Linked DNA regions of Mus musculus: region 1 is linked to region 2. The links are chromatin contacts, called in public promoter capture Hi-C maps. All regions are on one chromosome and are shown on one strand. Each heading gives the region's core, a stretch centred on a gene start, on an enhancer-like site or on the middle of the called end of the contact. The rest is flanking DNA. Distances are from core to core; before and after follow the strand shown. Region 1 holds the start of 4930503B20Rik (RIKEN cDNA 4930503B20 gene). Region 2 holds the start of Dnase2b (deoxyribonuclease II beta).

The links. Capture Hi-C pulls out chosen DNA fragments and counts their contacts.
Region 1: a promoter capture Hi-C map of pancreatic islet shows a contact between it and region 2. The contact joins the promoter of 4930503B20Rik here to the promoter of Dnase2b in region 2. A contact is called at or near these places in 3 of 39 promoter capture datasets (hippocampal neurons, macrophages and neural stem cells), 1 of 15 datasets of contacts at CTCF or cohesin (the G1E-ER4 cell line), 3 of 484 Hi-C or Micro-C datasets (adipose-derived mesenchymal stem cells, forebrain and muscle stem cells), 4 of 115 datasets of contacts at active chromatin or transcription factors (the 3134 cell line, double positive thymocytes, embryonic fibroblasts and 1 more) and 3 of 9 other capture datasets (adipose tissue, liver and pancreatic islet).

Annotation. Positions count from the first base shown.
Region 1 is chr3:146,649,708-146,655,774 of GRCm38.p6, reverse strand. 4930503B20Rik (RIKEN cDNA 4930503B20 gene) reads left to right here and starts at 4,461. Exons shown (of 2, transcript NM_029144.5): 1 at 4,461-5,300. The coding sequence starts at 4,624. It overlaps Gm16325 (predicted gene 16325), which reads right to left. Exons shown (of 4, transcript NR_045949.1): 4 at 4,060-6,067.
Region 2 is chr3:146,614,292-146,620,182 of GRCm38.p6, reverse strand. It overlaps Dnase2b (deoxyribonuclease II beta), which reads left to right and starts at 4,585. Exons shown (of 7, transcript NM_019957.4): 1 at 4,585-4,810. The region is part of intron 4 of Uox (urate oxidase); the gene reads right to left.

The DNA of each region.
Region 1 (6,067 bases), core at 3,212-5,711, 36 kb before region 2:
TGGTACTATTTGAGAAGTTGTGGAACCTTTGGGAAACAATTGAGAAGACACCCTTAGAAATGGGGGGACACTAGTGGTGAGAAGTTTTCTAGAAATCTCTGAAGGGCTGGGTTTTATGGAGAATGAACTCATCAACAAGTTCAAAGTACCTCATAAAGGTCATGTCCAGTGGGGTCTGGGAAGTTGGCCAGTGGAATGTCAGTGGTGCAGGTGGGGAGGAGGGTGAAGACCCTGCCTTTGTCACACAGGAGTGAGTGGAAGGCAAACAAATGCAGGGAGAGACAGATACCAGAAGGTCATGGAGGGTGTGGGCTCTCTTCTAAGACAGGAAGTCCAGACTTACTGATATGCAGGAAGTGCCCAAAAGAATTAGACTGATTAAAACGACAGGAAGTGGTGAACAGTTAAATGAAGCAGAACTCCCCCAGGGAAGGGAGCTCAACCCTGCTTGTGGAGGAGCCTGAATGTGTGGAAACTGGAGCTTTGTGTCCTGAAGATAATCAATATAAAATGGTGTAGCACTCTAGGAAATTGCTCAGTGGCTCTGCAGAAAGTCAGGCATAAATTAGCATGACTCAGCAGAAATAGGCATAATTACCATGACTCAGCAGTTCTTCAAAAATAAAGAGGAAAGCTCAGCTGCCTGCGCTTGTGCAAGGGCCATGGAGGCATCCTTCACAATAACCAGGCAGAAACAACCCAAATGCCACAACCAAGGAAATAGATAAACAAGATGTGGTGTGTGCATAAAATGGACAATTATCCATCCATAAAAAGGAGGAGTGCAATAGGGATGAACTTTGAGAACAAGCTAAGTAATTGTCATATAAGTGTTATATGAGCTATCTGAAGTAGACACTTATAGACACAGAAGCAAATTAATGGTCACCAGGAGCTGAGTCACCTATAATGAATGTAAAGTTTATTAAAATGACAAAAAAGCACTTGGGAGGCAGAGGCAGGCGGATTTCTGAGTTCGAGGCCAGCCTGATCTACAAAGTAAGTTCCAGGACCGCCAGGGCTATACAGAGAAATTCTGTCTCGAAACAAACAAACAAACAAAAAAGACAAAAAAATTTAAGTTAATAGTAGTCATCACTGAGCAACATGGTAAGAATAATTCCATTATTACATACTTAGAAATGATTAACATTGCATAGTTTATATGATTTAAAACTTAATTTAAAAATTAAACAATTACATTATTTACTGTTTATAATTATTAATTACATGTATATATGGTATAGTAAAACACATATCTCATAGCATATATGTGGAGATGAAATGATAACATGAAGGAGTCAAGTTTCTCCACCCACCTTTACATGAATTTTATAAATGATGCTAAGGTCATCATGGTTTTGGGGTCTCACCAGCCTGTGATATAATTTTTATTATAATGAAGATTTCTAATGTAATCTTAACCATAATATATAATGGTTGTTAGTTGATAAAACTTTTAAATATTTTATTTTTAAAACACGACGGAATGATCAAGGCAAGGCCGCTTTAAGCTGCACTGGAGACAAAGGTGATGATCAAGTTTACCTGAGCTTGAGCAAACTAAGGGAAGCCCAGACAGCCAGTGCAGGATTATGGTCTGGGAGCATCTGCAGGGGTGTTTCACATTTGAATCAGTGCACCAGGGTGGGTGGGCATCATCTCAGCAAATGATGGCTCCAGTAGAAAGCAAAGGTGGAGTATCCTAGTTAACACAACTGCCAACTCGACATAGCCTGGGGACAGCTGGAAAGAAAGGGTCTCAACTGAGGAATTATCTTTATTAGCTTGGGCTGTGGGCGTGTCTATGAGGGGCTGTCTACCTTGATAACTGTGTTAGTGGGGCCTCACCCATGTGGGCAGTGTTGTTGCACCCGTAGTCCTGGAGTACCCAGGGAAGTATCTGAGCTGAGCCTGTCAGCAAGTCAGCAAGCAGCCTTCCTCCTTCATAGGCTTCTTGCTTCATAGCAACAAGAAGGAAACTAGAACATGGGGGAAGGGGAATCTCCCCCGTGTGACCTGAGGTGTTGGCCTTCTGCCATCAAACGTCCGTAGCAGCTCTCAGTTCTCAGGCTTTCAGATGCTGACCAGATCTCAACCACCCTCTACCTCAACATTTTCCAGTCTCCAGACTTTTGAATCAACACCACAAATTTTCTTGGAGTCCAAATTTCCAGTTTAGTTAGACCTGACTAATGAACCACCATTTGTATTATTTCCTTGGAGGACCCAATGCGCTCTGTTTTGGGGGAGACATTTAGGAAATTCCTGCCAGTTTCTCTTTTTGTTTTCTGTTTTTGTTTGCTTGTTTGTTCCACTTAGATCGAAGGGGGGCAGAGGTTTAATTAGAAACAGGACAATAGTAGTAATAGTTAAAAATGACCATCAAGGAGAATGGAAAGGGAGATGGGGAAAGATAAATTCTGCCTCGATGTTGGACCTACCCTGCTATGGTTGTGACAGTGGGCTGTGTCATGTTTGGGGTTTTGTTCCGTTATTGTCAGCAGCAGTGAATCAAAGACACAAAATCACAGGCTCCCCTGGCTTGGGTGCTCGTGGCATGGGAACAAGAAGTCTGTTAGTCTGCAGGCTGTGTTGTAAGGACTAGTGGAAGAATGGCTCCCCTGTCAACCATGGGCCTCACATAGGATTGAAGGGTCTTGTAACACTGCAGAACAGAGCACTGAAATGAAAGGTAGACTTGTAAGAGGGAGAGAAGACAGGGAGGGGCTTGTTGAGCTGCTGGCATGTCAGGAGTAGGTTCTCAGTGTAAGGAGACCACTGTGGCAAACAGGTGAGAGCATGGCGGAGCGCATAGTTGCCTCTTCCTCAGAGCAACAGTCTGAGGAGAGCGATAGAAACGGTTTGCTTCACTCTATTCACAAGTCCAGGGGAGAGAGCCTATGTCATTCATGGCGGCAGTTCTCAATATCCTCTGGTCACTGATGCTAATGGGAGAAGGAAGAACAAGAAGGCCTCAAGCAGGTGGCAACATAGTCTACCTGCAAGAGGTACACCTCCAACCCCTCCCCTCTCTCCCTCCCTCTCCCCTCTGCCCCTCCCGTATTAACTGACATGGGAAGAGCCACTCAATGAAGCCGAGCTGTCTGTACATGGAACCAGGGAGCCGAGCCAAAGCATGTAGCCCTGACCTTGGATCCCATGTGGTCATCTGCTTCAAGGTCTACTGCCTTGACTCAGCCACCATGATAGACACCTTGAACAGGGGCCAGAGTAAGCCCTTTCTCCTCGTAGCCTCTTGTAGCCTCTGCAGAGACTGCATGCAAATGGTACACAGCACTGCACACAAGCAGTACACAATCGTACATGTGGGGCATTTTGCTATAGCAACAAGGAAGAGGTCAAGGCAGTTAGTGAATGCCCTTGTCTTGCTAGGCCCAATGCCATTGCCTTTAAAAAAATATTTGTGGTTTTGATATTGCTACTTAGTTTAGTTTAAATTCCGAGATCAAAAGGTTCACACTGATAGATAGATTAGTATGTACTGAATGAGGAGTCAACTTCCATTAACAATGTGTTCTTTGATGACCACATGGGATCCATGCTCAGGACTACATGCTTTGGCTCGGCTCCCTGGCTCCGAGTACAGTCAGCCCAGCTTCAGTGGGTGGCCGTTCCCATTAACAATGTGTTCATTAACAATGTGTCCATTGACAATCATACCTAGAGTCATCTCTGATCCAGTTTTCTTGCTTGATGAACGGATTTTTTTCTTTCATCAGAAATGTATATATGATTTAAAATATTATGACAACCCCCAACCCATCATCCCCATCGTGACAGTGGGAATGATAAATGACAAAGGGCAGGGGCTAAAAAGCTGGCTCAGCAATAAAGAACACTGGCTGCTCTTCCAGAGGACCCAGGTTCAAGTCTCTGTACCCACATGATGGCTCACAACTGTGCGTACTCCAGTTCCAGGCGATCCGATACCCTCTTGTAGCCGCTGCAGAGACTGCAGGCAAATGGCACCCAGCACTGCACACAAGCAATACACAGACATACATGCAGGCAAAACACACAGACACATAAAAAAGTAAAATAAAATCATTTTAAATACCACAAAGGCAAGTCCCAGTGACACAGAAGAGGGCACTAAAAACATCTGCTCCCTTAGTAACCCAAACTGGATGTTGGGTCTGCTGGCTTGTGGCTGTTAAAAACAAACAAGGCAAATGCTTTTTAAGCTACACAAATGGCTTCTCTCTGTTGACAAGACACTGGGTGTTTGTTGATTGTGTGCATGTTTGTCTTTGAAACAGAGAAGGTCTTTCCAGTTTTTATAGTGGCCACCTCCGATTCCCCACCACTATGGAAACAAGGCAGGCAGAACCTCAGCTGAGAGTCTGGGAGATGCTAAAGTGATGACCTCATAGTCACAGCCCACAGTGACCAAAGGCAGGACAGGGGTGTGGTAGCGTGTGAAGGTTCAATTCGCTGAAGAGGAATTTCTCCACCAGAAGAGGCTTCACCCCAAAAACCATGTGAGGAAATTCAAAACTGTAAACTTGAATAAGTGACCATCTTCCTTTCTGAAGTTGTATGGAAATTCTTCAAAATCTCAACCCTGCATCTCAGTGGGACAAGGCTGTTTAAAGAAACATGGTGAACTATTACAAAGTACTAGGGGTGCCACGGAATGCGTCGTCCTCAGATATCAAGAGAGCTTTCCATCAGCTGGCTCTGCAGGTACACCCAGACAAGAACCCAGGAGACAAGGAAGCAGCTGAGGAGAAATTCAAACAAGTAGCAGAAGCCTATCACATCTTATCTGATGCCAAGAAGCGAAAGGATTACGACAGGTCCCGATGGAACCGAAACAAAGGGGAAATCAGAGGTGATGGCCATGACAAAGGGGAGACCATCAGAGTTAACGACAGCAGAGATGAAACCGATTGGGAAGAAAAAATATGCTCTCGGAGGCCACGCCACACCTTCCAGAAGGTCACTGAAGATGAAGACCTTTTCTCAGGAGACTGTTTGTTCTCAGGTCCCATTACTGGGTCCAGAAGAGCCTCTTCCCCATTCTTTACTGTCACCCCCATCATGGACACAGGATTTTCTACGTTTGTGTCCCATGAATCCAGGTCTTATTCTGATGACCCTGAAACATTTGTACCATATATAAGCCAAGGAATGGGAAAGTTCAGACTGGTCACCACTTGTAGCAAGACAGTGAATGGTAAGAGAGTTGTCACAAAGAGAGTTGTAGAGAACATTCGAGGACCAAAGAAAATAGAGAACGAACGGCTATTTCGTCACAATCCTTCACGTGGTTGGTAAGGACCTGCCATTGTCTTCTTCACCAGGAATTGCAAATGAGATTTGTGTGTCTTGATGCCTGTTGGAAACAGTAGAAATCTGAGGGGGAATGGCATAGACAGAGGGCTGGTTAGCTCAAAGCTCTCTCCACTGTGGAGGGGAGTCGTGGGTCAGATGTTAACACAGAGAACCTGTGAGGAGCAGAGCTGACCTTCCAGACTCTTCTCAAAACTGAGCTTTCTTCCCTCAGTCAGGGTGTGGGGGCTGGATCCCACGCCACAGTGAAAAGCAGACTCGCGGTGCTCTGCCCTTGCTGTTTCCCACACAGAGGCCTCCTCCTTTTGACTGTTCCTGTCCTTTCCCTGAACCTCTTTTTGTGTCTTCTCTCTCTCTCCCCAAGAGTTTCCCATGGTTCATATCATGATCAAGTCCAAATTGAGGCATGTCCTCCACCGTAGATTAATGCTGACAGAGACAGTGAGAAGTACTGGGTTAAGGGTTTATCTGCATGTCATGTGTTCGATACTCAGTAGATGGTCTCTGAATCCAGCCAGGTGCAATCAGGTTGCTGCTCTCCTCATCTAACAGGTGAGGAAACCAGGCTTAAAGAGATTCGTATTAGGCCCTGCCTATTACCCAGTGAAGTAGTGACCACTCTGTCTCCTTGATTTGTAAGTCCGGGACCCCCTTGTCTCCACCGGGAGTTCAGTCCTGTCTTCTCTATGCCTTGCTGGAATGAGTCAGTACTTGTTGGAACTTTCAAATTAGAGAAACATTTTAACTT
Region 2 (5,891 bases), core at 3,336-5,835:
AAAGCTTCACTGAGCTGAGGTGGGGGGGAAGAACAGTCATGAAGAGGATAATTGCTTCCATAGTTAACGCCTCCAAAAAGTGGACGAAAATAGCTAAAAGGAGGATATTTTAAAACCATATTAAATCATTCTACTATCAAACTGCAAACTTGTAAAGGATAGAGGCAAAAAAAATCGACTAAGTCAGAGGTTCTCAACCAGTGGGTCACGACTCCTGGGGAGGGTCAAACAAACCTTTTAGCCTTTTACAGGGGTCACCTAAGACCATCGGACAACACAGATATTTACATTAGGAGTCATCTGAGTAGCAAAATTACAGTTATGAAGCAAGAACAAAAATAATCTTGTGGTTTGGGTCATCACAACACGACAAACTGCATGGAAGGGTAGATTCCTTAGGAAGGTTGAGAACCACTGAATTAGGTTTGTCTCTGTGGATCCATCCTGTGCCTCCAGGGACCTTCAAAGTCCAGGCTGTGCGATTCTGGGAGTGAAAGAGATGATGCCACCAGGCAGAGGACTAACTTGGCTTTACCTCAACTAGGCACAGAGCAAGGTGATTTTAGAACCTTGTGTCAGTCAAGAACTTCTCTTAAGAACCAAAGAGCTAATGTGGTACATCTACACAATGGAGTACTACTCAGCTATTAAAAAGAATGAATTTATGAAATTCCTAGCCAAATGGATGGACCTGGAGGGCATCATCCTGAGTGAGGTAACACATTCACAAAGGAACTCACACAATATGTACTCACTGATAAGTGGATATTAGCCCAAAACCTAGGATACCCAAGATATAAGATACAATTTCCTAAACACATGAAACTCAAGAAGAATGAAGACCGAAGTGTGAACACTATGCCCCTCCTTAGAAGTGGGAACAAAACACCCTTGGAAGGAGTTACAGAGACAAAGTTTGGAGCTGAGATGAAAGGATGGACCATGTAGAGACTGCCATATCCAGGGATCCACCCCATAATCAGCATCCAAACGCTGACACCATTGCATACACTAGCAAGATTTTATCGAAAGGACCCAGATGTAGCTGTCTCTTGTGAGACTATGCCAGGGCCTAGCAAACACAGAAGTGGATGCTCATAGTCAGCTAATGGATGGATCACAGGGCTCCCAATGGAGGAGCTAGAGAAAGTACCCAAGGAGCTAAAGGGATCTGCAACCCTATAGGTGGAACAACATTATGAACTAACCAGTACCACGGAGCTCTTGACTCTAGCTGCATATGTATCAAAAGATGGCCTAGTCGGCCATCACTGGAAAGAGAGGCCCATTGGACATGCAAACTTTATATGCCCCAGTACAGGGGAACGCCAGGGCCAAAAAGGGGGAGTGGGTGGGTAAGGGAGTGGGGGTGGGTGGGTATGGGGGACTTTTGGGATAGCATTGAAAATGTAAATGAGCTAAATACCTAATAAAAAATGGAAAAAAAAAAAAGAACCAAAGAGCTGCAGTCCCCATGTCAAAGGATGAAAACAGCTGTCTTAGAAGTGATTATCACCTCTCAGATCTCTCTTCACACACACCCCCTTACTTCTGTTTGCCTAGCTTGTCACCCTTAAATCTACCTGCCCTGGCCCTGGGCTTGGTCACATCACGTCCTTTCTTATCTCTGCCTCTCAGTAGCCTTCCTATCAGTAAGCGGGGCGGGGGTGGGGTGGGGTGGGGAGCTTTCTTTTTCTAATATCTAATACAGTATCTCTTATCTGCAACCCCTCTTTCGCCTTCTGCTTTTCTATCTAGCTTTGTGTTAGCTGGTATACTTTTGTTGCTGTGTTTGCTTTGTTTGTTTTGTGGTTAGAGTCAGAATGGGAGCCATTGGATGCTTTAATAATTGTGAATTTTAATTCAAATAGCTCAAAGGCTTGGGAGCTAATTTAGTTCACATTAGTGATTCAGGCATCATAGTGGTACACAAGCTCAGCTAAACTCCTGGTCTAGCAGAGCCTCAGGAGAGAATGCCTTTATCTTGAAGATCCAATGGCACTTGCACTAGCAGCTGATGCTGTATCTTATATGCAGAGAGCCTAGTTCTCCTATCAGGGCATGGGAAGTTACCAACAGCAGAGCAGTCTTTGACCTTAGGACTGAACAAATTTCTCATTCCTGATTCTCTCAAGGAAATAGCAGACTTTTAAATACTCAAAACTTCAACATAATGAGCTCTCCAAGAAGGAACAATATAATGAGTTTTAAAGCAACATCAGGACCTATGTCATCCAAGACTCAGCAGCTTTCCCAGACTTTTGGTTCAGGGAAACAGGAAGGAGTTGAGTCCACCAAGTGAAACTCAGCCATTCTCTTGGGAAGGACCCCTGGGGACTCACATGGGTGACTACGTGTGGGAGAAGGACAGGAGTCTCACCATTCTATTGGCCCCCAACAAACCACAGGGGCTTATAACACCAGACTTCACAGTAAATGTTGGAATGTATGGATTAATACAAGGGCATTTTTTTCTTTTTTTCTTTTTTCCTTTTTTTTCTTTGTTTTGTTTGTTGGCGCATGTGTTGTGTGTGCATGTGAGTGTATGAGTGTGTGCACCTCCGTGCATGTGTGCAGTGGCCAACACAGGATGCCAAGTGTCTTCTAATATTCTCCTCCTTATTGTCTTGAGACAATGCCTTTCTGGGGGCTCACTGTTCTTACTAGACTGGTAGACCAGAAAGCTCTTGGGATCAAAATGTCTTTTCCTCAAAGTATTGAGGTTTCGTGCACAAGCATCCATGCAATGGGTCCAAACCCAAGTCCTCAGTGTCTTCACGGCTGGAGCTCTGGCCCACTGAGTCATCTCTCCAATCTCCATTGCTTATGAAGATGATGATATCACAAAATCATATCAATTCCTTCCAGTTTAGCACTTAGATAATAAGCAAATTAGGAATTAGACTTTGCCACAAAGAGAATGAACGCCTGTACTCTCAAAAGAGGGGCCGAGTAGAAATGGTTTCACATGCAGAGCCCTGTGTACACACACTTTTGCATCCAGTGCACATGGGAACCTGAATTCACTCACTACACATCAATACTCTTACCCCTTCCCTGCCAGCCCTGCAGGCTATCAGAGTGGCCTGAGCTTCAGATCAGTTGACTGGAACTCCTGGGCAGCTGCCACAGGTCTGTGTGTACCCAGAAGCTTTGCAGCCATCTGCAGAGACAAAAGGCTTGAGCTGCTGTGGGGCTGATCTTTCTGCTCAGCAGTGCCGGCCTAGTGATGAGACCTCAGGTAAATGCTACCTCCTGGCAGGCAGGCAGGAAGAGAGCTCTGTTTTCTTTGATCATCAGCAGTGTCCTGGACTTAACCACTGTAACGTCTGTCCGCATCCACTCCCCTGCCTGAAAATATCTTGGTGGAAATCACCAAGGGTGTCTGCCAACTCTGGAGTTCCTCCCTAGCCCTCTTTTAACCAAGATTTCTTAATCTTCTGTGGCAGATAGCAAATCAACTTCCACTTCTGCTTGGACACTCAGTGAGGCAACATTTTGTGGCCTCCTGCAGTCAGGTGTGACTGTGGGAACCTCCCCAGGGGAAATGCTATGGGCCATCTATGACCTGGTACTTGTGTCTCAGGGGTCTTGCCCTCTTTTTTTCTTCAGTGTCTTTACACCTCCTACTTGCCCATGGCAATTTATGATCAAGGTGAACCCCAAAATAAGAAGTAGCAAGGTAAGGTGGCCTAGGATTCTATCTAACTTCCCACAACTGATATATATCACCTCTTACTCCTGCTCCCCCGAACTAGGTTTATAGGAAGATGTCCTTGTGCTGAGCCATCACATATGGGTCTCTTTGCTTCTTGCTGTCCCAATAAAAACATATTTTTCTTCTATTTCCCTGATAACACTTTTTCTAGATATCTCCTTCTTCTGTCTCTCTGACCAGTCTTCTGCCGAGGTCTTGAACTAAAGATTTTGCTGAAAGGACCCTGATATAACTGTCTCTTGTGAGACTATGCCGGGGCCTAGCAAACACAGAAGTGGATGCTCACAGTCAGCTATTGGATGGATCACAGGGCCCCCAATGGAGGAGCTAGAGAAAGTACCCAAGGAGCTAAAGGGATCTGCAACCCTATAGGTGGAACAACATTATGAACTAACCAGTACCCTGGAGCTCTGGACTCTAGCTGCATATGTATCAAAAGATGGGCTAGTCAGCCATCACTGGAAAGAGAGGCCCTTTGGACTTACAAACTTTATATGCCCCAGTACAGGGGAATGCCAGGGCCAAAAAGTGGGAGTAGGTGGGTAGGGAAGTGGGGGGGGTATAGGGGGCTTTTGGGATACCATTGGAAATGTAAATGAGGAAAAAACCTAATAAAAATATTTAAAAAAAAAAAAAGAATGTTCCCCAGGGCCTTATCGCTTTATCTTCCCTTTTCTCCTGCCACATGATGACTGTCTTGGTTATCAACTAGACTGGATCTGGACACAACTACAACCCAAGCCCCTAAGCATTCCTGTGAGAGACTTTCTTGATCAGATTATTTGAAGCAGGAAGACACACCCTAATTATGGGCAGTGCATCCTGGAGGCAGCCCAGATAAAAGGGCATCGAAGATGGAAGCGTCTGCTTTTTGCCTGCTTGCCTTTACTCTGCGGACAAGTGCAGCCATCCTGTAAGTGACACATTCTCCTCTGGCATCAGAAGCATGCTCTAGGGGCTTCCAACACAGACTGAAGACCAGCAGGAATGCTCCAGGCCTTCCGAGCCAGGTTGGACTGCTGAGACATCCAACCTTACAGACTAGGCGACTAACTACAGGCTTCAATTGTTGGACCACCAGGACTATATCATGTAAGCCAATCTACTACATTACCTTCTGAAATATACATATTTATTCTATCAGTTTTGTCTCTTTGCAGAGCCTGGCCAATAGATTTTATATGTTATTCCTGTTTTATGGAAATAGTTCCCCTTCCTTTTCCATCCCTGGAGCTTCATTCACTTATTGTTCATTTGTTGATGATCCCCAAGCCTATCTCCATCCACATTTCAAAATTCGCCATCTTTAGCTTCCAAACTTTACTCACATGTATATTCTCTCTAGCTCCCAGTCCTCCTCCCGCCAAGTCCTTCCCCTTCACCTTCCAGCTCTCTTCAACCCCTCGTGTGCTGATTACACATCTCAAAGGCTGCACAAAGTATCTCCAACAAGCTGCCAGTCTGTGCATCTCTACCTCTCTCACCTTGTTCATCCCTCCCTTCATCTCTGCAGCAAATCCCCCGGTATCTCACTCACTCCTCTCTGCCTTTCCAGCCTGTTCTCCACACTTTGGTCACAACTTGAACAGAGCATATCCACAGCTTAAGGGAGGAAAGCTTTATTTGGGCTCAGTGTTTTGTGGGATTTCCACCCATGATGGTAGGGAGAGCATAGCAGAGAAGCCTGTGGTGGAGGGAACATGAGGCAAATTCGTGCGTAGGGAAGCAGACTAGGAACTGGAGAGCAGGATCAGAACCAAGAGTTAGTCAACCCCTTCTGCCAGCTAGCTCCCAACCCTGAAACATGCCAGAGATGCCCAACATAGTGAGCAGCTGAGAAACAAACATTCAAAATGAGTGTCTGATGAAGATCTTACAGATTTATACATCCTCTCTCTCTCTCTCTCTCTCTCTCTCTCTCTCTCTCTCTCTCTCACACACACACACACACACACACACACACACACACAAATACACTCATACACACACACACACTCACTCACTCACTCACTTGACAATTACAGACCTCTGTTTTTCTATTGTCAAGCTAAGCAATAATTACAGCTACCCTGGGAAGAGTTGCGTTTTGGATCATCTCTGTTCTGTTATGATGCCTCTTAATCCCTCCATTGTGGTCTCTAACCCATCATGTTGCAATAACTTTGTTCGAGAT